3 separate regions of the Mus musculus genome follow, and regions 1 and 3 are each linked to region 2. The links are chromatin contacts, called in public HiChIP or PLAC-seq and promoter capture Hi-C maps. All regions are on one chromosome and are shown on one strand. Each heading gives the region's core, a stretch centred on a gene start, on an enhancer-like site or on the middle of the called end of the contact. The rest is flanking DNA. Distances are from core to core; before and after follow the strand shown. Region 1 holds the start of Hkdc1 (hexokinase domain containing 1). Region 2 holds the start of Fam241b (family with sequence similarity 241, member B). Region 3 holds the start of Macroh2a2 (macroH2A.2 histone).

Evidence for each region. HiChIP or PLAC-seq counts read pairs in DNA pulled down with a chosen protein or histone mark. Capture Hi-C pulls out chosen DNA fragments and counts their contacts.
Region 1: a promoter capture Hi-C map of adipose tissue shows a contact between it and region 2. The contact joins the promoter of Hkdc1 here to the promoter of Fam241b in region 2. A contact is called at or near these places in 16 of 39 promoter capture datasets (the 3T3-L1 cell line, the C10 cell line, cranial neural crest and 8 more), 15 of 484 Hi-C or Micro-C datasets (Sertoli cells, cerebellar granule neurons, cerebral cortex and 5 more), 2 of 115 datasets of contacts at active chromatin or transcription factors (embryonic basal ganglia and embryonic forebrain) and 3 of 9 other capture datasets (adipose tissue, embryonic stem cells and macrophages).
Region 3: a contact with region 2 is called in an H3K4me3 HiChIP or PLAC-seq map of forebrain, with 6 times the contacts expected there. The contact joins the promoter of Macroh2a2 here to the promoter of Fam241b in region 2. A contact is called at or near these places in 14 of 39 promoter capture datasets (the 3T3-L1 cell line, the HPC-7 cell line, cranial neural crest and 8 more), 2 of 484 Hi-C or Micro-C datasets (the HL-1 cell line and cerebral cortex), 16 of 115 datasets of contacts at active chromatin or transcription factors (acute myeloid leukemia, craniofacial prominence, differentiating embryonic stem cells and 8 more) and 2 of 9 other capture datasets (adipose tissue and embryonic stem cells).

What each region holds. Positions count from the first base shown.
Region 1 is chr10:62,421,205-62,423,904 of GRCm38.p6, reverse strand. It overlaps Hkdc1 (hexokinase domain containing 1), which reads left to right and starts at 1,448. Exons shown (of 18, transcript NM_145419.1): 1 at 1,448-1,607. The coding sequence starts at 1,545. Gm30322 (a long non-coding RNA gene) reads right to left here and starts at 1,399. Exons shown (of 3, transcript XR_380484.3): 1 at 1,334-1,399.
Region 2 is chr10:62,109,769-62,112,468 of GRCm38.p6, reverse strand. Fam241b (family with sequence similarity 241, member B) reads left to right here and starts at 1,419. Exons shown (of 4, transcript NM_027251.4): 1 at 1,419-1,510; 2 at 2,155-2,233; 3 at 2,457-2,585. The coding sequence starts at 2,493.
Region 3 is chr10:61,782,537-61,785,236 of GRCm38.p6, reverse strand. It overlaps Macroh2a2 (macroH2A.2 histone), which reads left to right and starts at 1,373. Exons shown (of 9, transcript NM_207000.2): 1 at 1,373-1,454. Gm2137 (basic proline-rich protein) reads right to left here. Exons shown (of 3, transcript XM_006514419.2): 2 at 1,604-2,086; 3 at 415-1,135. The coding sequence ends at 965.

The DNA of each region.
Region 1 (2,700 bases), core at 199-2,698, 310 kb before region 2:
CACACCCAGACATTCTGGGCTAGCTGCTACAAAATGGTCTGTCTAGATACTCTGGATGCACATGACCTTTAATAGTCATTAAGCCTCAGGTTACTTAGCTAACTCACACCTGAAGGGGACATGCTCTCCTGTGCTTAGACAACACACAGTACGCCTTATAACACGAACAGCCTTTGCTGTCCTTTGCCTCAGTGAAATCCCATAGGCTGCCTGCCTGCCTGCCTCACTCCCAGGCTACTGGACACTGTAGAAGTCTTTGATTTTGGTTGTTTTCCTTCTGCCCACTCCTTGTCATAATCTCATATCCCATCCTGGAGTGGATGGCCTTGCTGGCCATCACTGAATTCACTAACCAGCCAGTGGCTGGGAGGACTGCAAAAGGTTGTGTTCCCATGTGGCAGATCCTTCTCATACCACGCATGGTGAGAGCAGAGGGCAAGAAACCAGGTGTCTCAATGGTAGTACATCCTTCCTGCGCAGCACTCCAGCAGGGCCTGGTGGCTTCCATTCTTAATGCCCCCACCTCCCAACACACACACACACACACACACACACACACACACAGAGAGAGAGAGAGAGAGAGAGCAGCCCCAAGCTACTAAAGGCTGTCTGGCTTACCACTGTGGAGTATTGATTACTTCTCATTAGCTTATCTGCCACAGTAGAGGAATTGTCTCAGCATTTTTTTTTTTTTTTGAATCTGCAGGACCAGGACACTGCTTAGCCTTAGTTAAGATGGTGCCTCAGAAGCCAGGCAGCAGTGGCACACAGCTTTAATCCCAGTACTCGGGAGGCAGAGGCAGGTGGATCTCTGAGTTCGAGGCCAGCCTGGTCCACAGCCAGAGCAGCCAGTTTTACACAGTACTCCTTATAACACGAACTCCCTCTCAACAGCAAAAGGAATTAAGGCACTGGGGCAGGGGTGGGGAGGGCAGCTCTAGAGTGCTTACCTAGCTTCTATGACGTCCTGGGTTCAAGCCCCAGCAGGAAAGGAAAAAGTATTTAAGAGACTTTATTGGAAAAGATACAGGGAGCCAATACCAGTGAAACCCATCTGGAAACAAAAAACAAAACCAAAGACGCTGCCTAGGATACCAGGAGTCTACAGTCCTGTTGCCTCGCTGAGAAGAGGAATTCTGGAACTGGGATTTAGTTCATAAATTGGCTCTGTTTTGCTCCCCCCACCCCACCCCCAACTTCTCACAAGCTTTTCCTTAGCTGAGTGGTCTTAGAGCACAGGCCTTAGTGTGTCACTTAGCAACAAGATTTTCTCGATGCTCAGTTCTCAAATAGTCAAGTGAGCCATCAATCCCCAGCCTTCCCCTCTGCTTACCTTCAGCTCCCACCAGAGCCTCCTGTTAGACAATCGAGTGTGTGGCGGAGGGAGGGACCAAAGACGGGCGAAGTTTAATCATTGAACCGAGCAGCTGGAAGTATTTAGCCCAAGCACCCACCTCCCCGCCCAAACTAGAGGCGTGCAGCACTCCGCAGACAGAGAGTGTACTGAAGACTCGGCGCTCTCGGGAACAACCGCACTTGGGAACATGTTTGCAGTACACTTGGTGGCGTTTTACTTCACCAAGCTGAAGGAGGACCAGATCAAGAAGGTAAGGACTCTGAAGCTGAGGTGTCTGGCCCAGTCTACGCTGACAGACCCAACAGACTCCCTCTCAACAGCAAAAGGAATTAAGGCACTGGGGCAGGGGTGGGGAGGGCAGCTCTAGAGTGCTTACCTAGCTTCTATAACGTCCTGGGTTCAAGCCCCAGCAGGAAAGGAAAAAGTATTTAAGAGACTTTATTGGAAAAGATACAGGGAGCCAATACCAGTGAATGTCTCAGGGAGGAAGAGGTAGTAAGTGTCCCACATTGCTCATTGTCCCTCGTCCCGGCTTTCAGTCAGAGCCTCTTGGCAAATATGGGAAATTGGAAGTCTTCAAAAAGTTCTAGGAACTTTGTGCCCAATTCAGGGCCATTTAGGGGCAAGGCCACGACGAAGGTGAGTCGTTTATAAAGAAAGAGATCTTTTTGTTTGTTTGTTTGGTTGGTTTTTCGAGACAGGGTTTCTTTGTATAGCCCTGGCTGTCCTGGAACTCACTTTGTAGACCAGGGTGGCCTCGAACTCAGAAATCTGCCTGCTTCTGCCTCCCAAGTGCTAAGATTAAAGGCGTGTGCCACCACGCCCGGCTAGAAAGAGAACTTTTAAAAGTGCATCCGATTATTCATGTGTTTGAAATCAAATGGAAATAAAGGCACCAAGAGAAAACCTGGGGTTTATTTTATGATTTTGACACAGGGTCTTATATGGCCCACTCTGGTCTGAGACTACAATCTCAGTCTCCCAAGTGCCTGGAATTACAACCTACTCGGCATGGCTGGCATGTACATTTTAACACAGTTGTAATTTTCAGCATGTCCTATTGTCCTATTAATAGGTCAGAGTTTTTTGGCTACTTTGCCCCAGCTACAAAATCAAGATGGGCTCTAGTTGACTGATGAGACCAGGATTATCTCCTGGCAGCTAAAATGAGTGCAGCCTGTGTCCCTGGTCACACTCACTGGCTGCTGACAGCTGCAAGGAGGAGGATGTAGCATCTCCATTGACAACAGGAGTCCTCTGGGCAACCAGACTCTGCCAAGGTCACCCGGGCACTAACAGTACACTGAAACTGGCAGATGCCTCCTCTAGCCTTCTAAATGCTT
Region 2 (2,700 bases), core at 170-2,669:
ACTGGCAGCATATAGGAACACACTTCACTGCCCAGCATCAAGGATGTGGTATCATTACGTTTCCTCCTCCCAGTCCATCCAATGATTCATAAGGTTCCCAAATTGTAACATTGAGCACAGATTTAAGATTCACTGGCCATTTAGATTTCTTTTATAATATGCCTGATGAAATCTTTCACCTATGTTTTAACTTGGTTGCTTATATTATTCATTTGCAGATACTCCTATACTCTTTCTGTCTTCCAGATGTCAGATTTGTTGTTGTTGGCTATCTGTTTTGTTTTTGTTTCTACGGTAAAATACTCTCACTGAAAATTTACTTAGGGCTATAGGAAAGGCTTTATTTTGGTTAACAATTCCATATTGCAGTTCAGGGGAAGTCACTTCAGAAACTTAAATAGTAATCACATCACATCCAATCAAGAGCAGAGAGAAACCGGGGCACCAACGCTGGCTGCTCACTTCCCCACTGGTTTTCTTTACTCTTACATAGCTCAGGGTCCAGCCTAGGGAATGGTGCCACCCTCAATGGGCTTGGTCAATTAATAGGACAATTCTTTACAGACAAGCACCAAGGCCAACCAGATCTAAATCAAACCTTAAGGAGACTCTCTTCTTGGGTGGTTCTAGGTGATAGATGCTTGGCTTGAGCCAGAGCCAACGCCAGAGATGCCTGACCTAGATTCCCACTCCGTGAGGCTGCAAAACTCTCTCAGGATTCCTACCGGAACAGTGTCAGAGGGTTGTAAAGGGAGTGAGGTCCCTGCTTCCTCCACGCAGGTTCCAGGGATCCAACTCAAGTCATCAGGCTGTGAAGCTCAACCATCTATCAGTCTCTCTGTCCTGTCTCACACTTTCCCTCCAGTCCCCTGTCTCTTCTCTGACTCTGCCTTTTCAGGCTGTCTATCCATCCTTTCTCCTCCCCACTACACCTGGACTCACTAGAGACCAAGAATTAATCTGGTGATCCCGCCCCCAACCCGCTCTGAGGGAAGCATGCTGCAAACTGAGCGAACATGCCAGTGATTCATACCTCTTCGGTCCCCAAGGAGCTTGGAGCTCCTGAGGGGCGGGGCTGGGTCCTTCTCAAGTGGAACAGGCAGAGTTAGCTGGGCAGATCTGAGCAGACTTGTGTTTACAAGTGGGCTCACCTTCTGCCTACTTCTCTTCTCCCAACCCAGGCATCCCGGGTCCTGGGCTTTTATGTGATCCCCTCTTCCCTGGTCCTCTTCCCCATCATGTATTCACCCACATTCCCCATCCCAATCCTTCTCAGCCTCCTCATCTCTTCCCGATAGTCCTTCCTCCCCAATCTAGCTGCTCCTTGTCCTCCCTTCTCCCTCCTTCCCCTCCCTTCTCCTCCAGTCCCGATGCGCAGCTGCAGTTACCCCGGCAGCCGGCAGAGGGGGCCCCGAGCCGGGCCTCGCCCCTGCGGTGCGCGCTTCCTGTGAGGTCAGGTGGGAGGAAACGGCCGCCCGTGGACGCCGAGCCCCGGGAACCGTGCGCGCAGGTGGGTGGTGTTCGCGCCGGGTCCCGGATCCGCACCCCTTCCCACCGCTGCGGGGCCTGGAGCCACGCCTGACCGAGGCGCTGCAGCGGCGCGGGTGGGCCAGCCTGCGGGATGACAAAGCACGGGACGTCGCGCAGAACCGCGACCCTGCCCGCTCCACGCTGTGCTCCTCCCCGGGCCCAACCTGCCTCGGTGCCCCGGCGGGTTGAGATGAACACGGAGGCGCTCCTCGGGTGACAGTGCCGGGCCTATCGTCACCCTTAGGGGCTGCAAAGCTGGGGTCCCCCAGAGCCGCAGCTGCAGCTCACACACCTTGTGGTGGGAGGTTGGACTTCGTCCTTTACCTGGGTGTTCCCTGCAGGTGAGGGGCAGGGGGCGTGCCCTCCGCAGCGCAGGTACACCCTCCCCAGCGTGATGTCCCCAGGTTCTGCCACCTGGGTGGAGACCTAAGAGGATCTACGTAGATTATTAGCGCCTGCTCTTTTTGGCAGTGCTTAGGAACCGCACCCTAACCCTGTTTTTTTTGTTTGTTTGTTTTGTTTTGTTTGTTTGTTTTGTTTGTTGGTTGGTTTTGTTGTTGTTGTTGTTGTTTTAACGTTAGCATACAAAACACTGCCTTCCTGTTTGTTTCTTTTTTGAGACAGGGTTTCACTTAGCAGAAGCTGGCCTTTAACCCCTGACCTTCCAGCCTGTACCTCCTTGGAGTTCTGGTGTTGATTACAGGTGTGCGTCACTTGGACAGGGCCCTGGGACCCACCCTCCCTCTCTTCCTCCCTTGCATTTTTTCCACCTCTTTTGGTTAATAGGACAAGCACCTGCTAAGGGTGGGCCACCATATGATCACCACCGAAAAACAATCTCTCAATTATCTGTAGCGGGCCCGTTGAGGTCAGGGGAAAGATCTGCCCCCTAGACGATCAATCGAAGGGCATGCATTTATTGGCAGGTACAGCGCAGCAGAAATTCCCAGCGTCCAGGGAGAATGGTGAGGATCTTGGCCAATGGGGAGATCGTTCAGGATGATGACCCACGAGTGAGGACGACCACCCAGCACAGAAGTAGCAGCTCTCAGCAGGTAGGCAGCCATCCTGAAGAGAAGTGTAGCAGCTGGCCCCAATTCCCAGTCTCCAGCGCCCTGCTTACCTTCTACAGCCGCGACTCTCAACCTTCCTAACTCCATGGCCCTTTAA
Region 3 (2,700 bases), core at 124-2,623, 330 kb after region 2:
CAGGAGGGTCATCCCCAGAGAGCATCAAGGGCTTCTGCAGGAGCCTCAGGGCTGGCTGTCCTCTCTCTCATACTGTGGGGTCCCCATTATGGGAGATACGTTTACAGCAGAATGAACCATGCATGGTTTGCAGGGAGAGCAAAAGACATGGCTGGTTCTCAGCAAAACACTCAAGCTTAAAATACACATTCTCAATGGAAAGCACTGGTCTATAAATGCCAGCGGCCCGCCTGATAAAATGGCGAGGGTGGTTGAGTAGCTAACTTCTCTCCACCCAGGCAATCACAGGTCTTCGGTGACCCCCAAAGTCCCCCACTGTGTACATAGATACAAGTACAGTTAGTTTGTGGCAGCGAGCACACATACAAAAGGTCACGGGTTTGGGCAAAGTCCATTCGCTCAATGCTAAAGATCTCGGCTTCACATTTTTTATTTTTTATTTTTTATTTTTTTTTTGCAGAAATCAAAAGGTTTCCTCCCAGAGTCCTCTGATTCATGCAGGAAAAAATCTGAGGCACCATGGACCGTCCATTCAACTGAATGCTTACGGTGACTGGCCCTAGAGCCATGTGCCCTTGACAGGGTTCACAGTACAAAAGACAACGTGGTTTTTCATCAGGGACCAAACAACTACACGCGCCCAGTGTCACCTGATACTGTCCACTGCACCGCCATCACAATGAATTTTCCAGAAACTAATACAAAAAATTGCTTCTTTAGACACTCTCTTTGTGCTTAACCTCAATAACCGTCGGGAGATGGCAAATTAACGCAATCCAATTTTTAAATGATGCCGGGGCACATGGTCTTCATCCACCAGGAAGCACATCTGGATCTCCATCACTACTAGCGAATCACCAGAATAAATTCTCGGTTCCTTCGGCGCCGTGCGCGACACAGTAACGTGTTTGGTAATTTCAGATCAGGGCTGCATCCAACGTGGCTTGCTTTTTTTTTTTTTCGTTCACCTTCTCATCCCGTAATGGGCAGATGAACGCCCACACCTCTTTCGCCCAGCAAAGGTGGGTCGAGCTATCTGGAGCCTGTGGCTGGTGACCACAAGGCCTCCGTGCCGGGCTCTAGGGAAGCGGTGTCCTCGCAGCCGACAGCTCCGCGAACTGGCCCTGTGGTTCCACTGCAGAAGGACAATAGCTCATCAAGCCCCACGAAAGCCCCCGGACCCGTCGCGGAGCCTGGGCTGGCGGGGGATGAGGCTGAGCGACTCCTCCTAGAGGTGGTTATGTGGAGAAGGAGCAATCCCTTCTCCCTCCTCCTCCTCCCCCCGCTACTATCCGCGGCCCGGAGAACTGCCGCTTGCCGCCATTGACACGCACAGATACAACCCCAAGAAAGGCAGGGTCCTGCCCAGCACCGGCGGCACGCGGGCCGAACCTGCGGCCGGGATTGGCGCGCACTAGGCCACCGGGCGCCCGGAGCCCGCGGTGCAGCACCAGGTGAGCCCGCCATGCCCATGGCATCATTGTTTCGGGGGGCGCCGGGGGTCTGGAAACAAAACCCTCTTGTCCGGGCAGTGCAGGGGCCGAAGGGAGCCACGGCGCCTCCCCGCTGCAGCCCTGAGGGCGCACCCCGGTCACCGACCCACCTCTGCCACAGAAATTAATAAATCGATCTGCCCAACTTGCTTCCTCGGGAGATAAAAGGGGGGTTTGCCGAAGACGCCGCGCGATGCCCGCCGCTGGCGAGGGGCCGGGGCACCCTGGGCCAAGCAGGGAGGATGCCGAAATGCGGGGTCCCGCGGCCAGGCTGGCGGTGCCGGGAGCCCTGGATGCGGAGCTCGGGGAGCGGGGGAGGGAGGAGGGAGGCGCCCGGGCGCCGAGGGAACCGGGAGGGGGACGCTGGCTCGCAAGGGCCGAGGGCGCGCGACCAGGGCCTCCGGGGTGCCGAGCTGGGCGCGGGGCTGACAATGGAGGAGGACGCAGAGACGCCGGGGCGGCGCGGGCGCGGAGCCGGGATGCTGCGGGAGCCGCGGGCGGAGGAGGACTTGAGGCCGAGCACTCCCCTCGGGTTCCCTTTCCGGGGCGATCGGTGCTTCCACCGGCAAATGGCGGCCCCTGAGCGGCTCGCCCTACCGGTCCCAGCTGCTTAATTTGCGCGGGAAAATAACAAAAATAATAGTAACAATATCAAGAAGAGGGGGATCAAAGTCAAGTCAGGGAAAGGCGGCAGCCGCTGCCGCGGGTAGAAATCAGCCCTGCCTCCCCGGTTGCCAGAGCGCCATCCAGGTGCACCGCTTTCCAGCCCCGCTAGCCTAGGATGGCTCCCCAGAGTGGCTTTCCACGCCTTTCCTCATGGGGGCGCCCTTAGCTCCTGCCCTCTTTGTTCCTCTCAACAATGGCCAAAGGGGCATCGAACCCCACCCCCGCCACCAAACGCCAATTGAACCTCCTTCTTCACGAGTTCAGCATTACTGATGGTGCCTGGGCTTCAAATGAGCCACGGGTGGGCCTGATTTAGGCCTGGCCATTACTGCAGCGTTTGGGCCGTGGTTCTCTTGGGATGAGGAAAGTGGGAAAGGGGCCAGTGAAAAAAACCAAAGAGTGGACGCACTCATTGGGAACTGGGCTCAGGTTGCCCAGACTGGAGCAACTGAAGCAGTTCTCCAGGTGAGCTGGCTTCAGGGGAAATCACAGCAAGAAGCCATACACCCCAGGAGGCCCCAGGCGCGATCAATCCTATGGA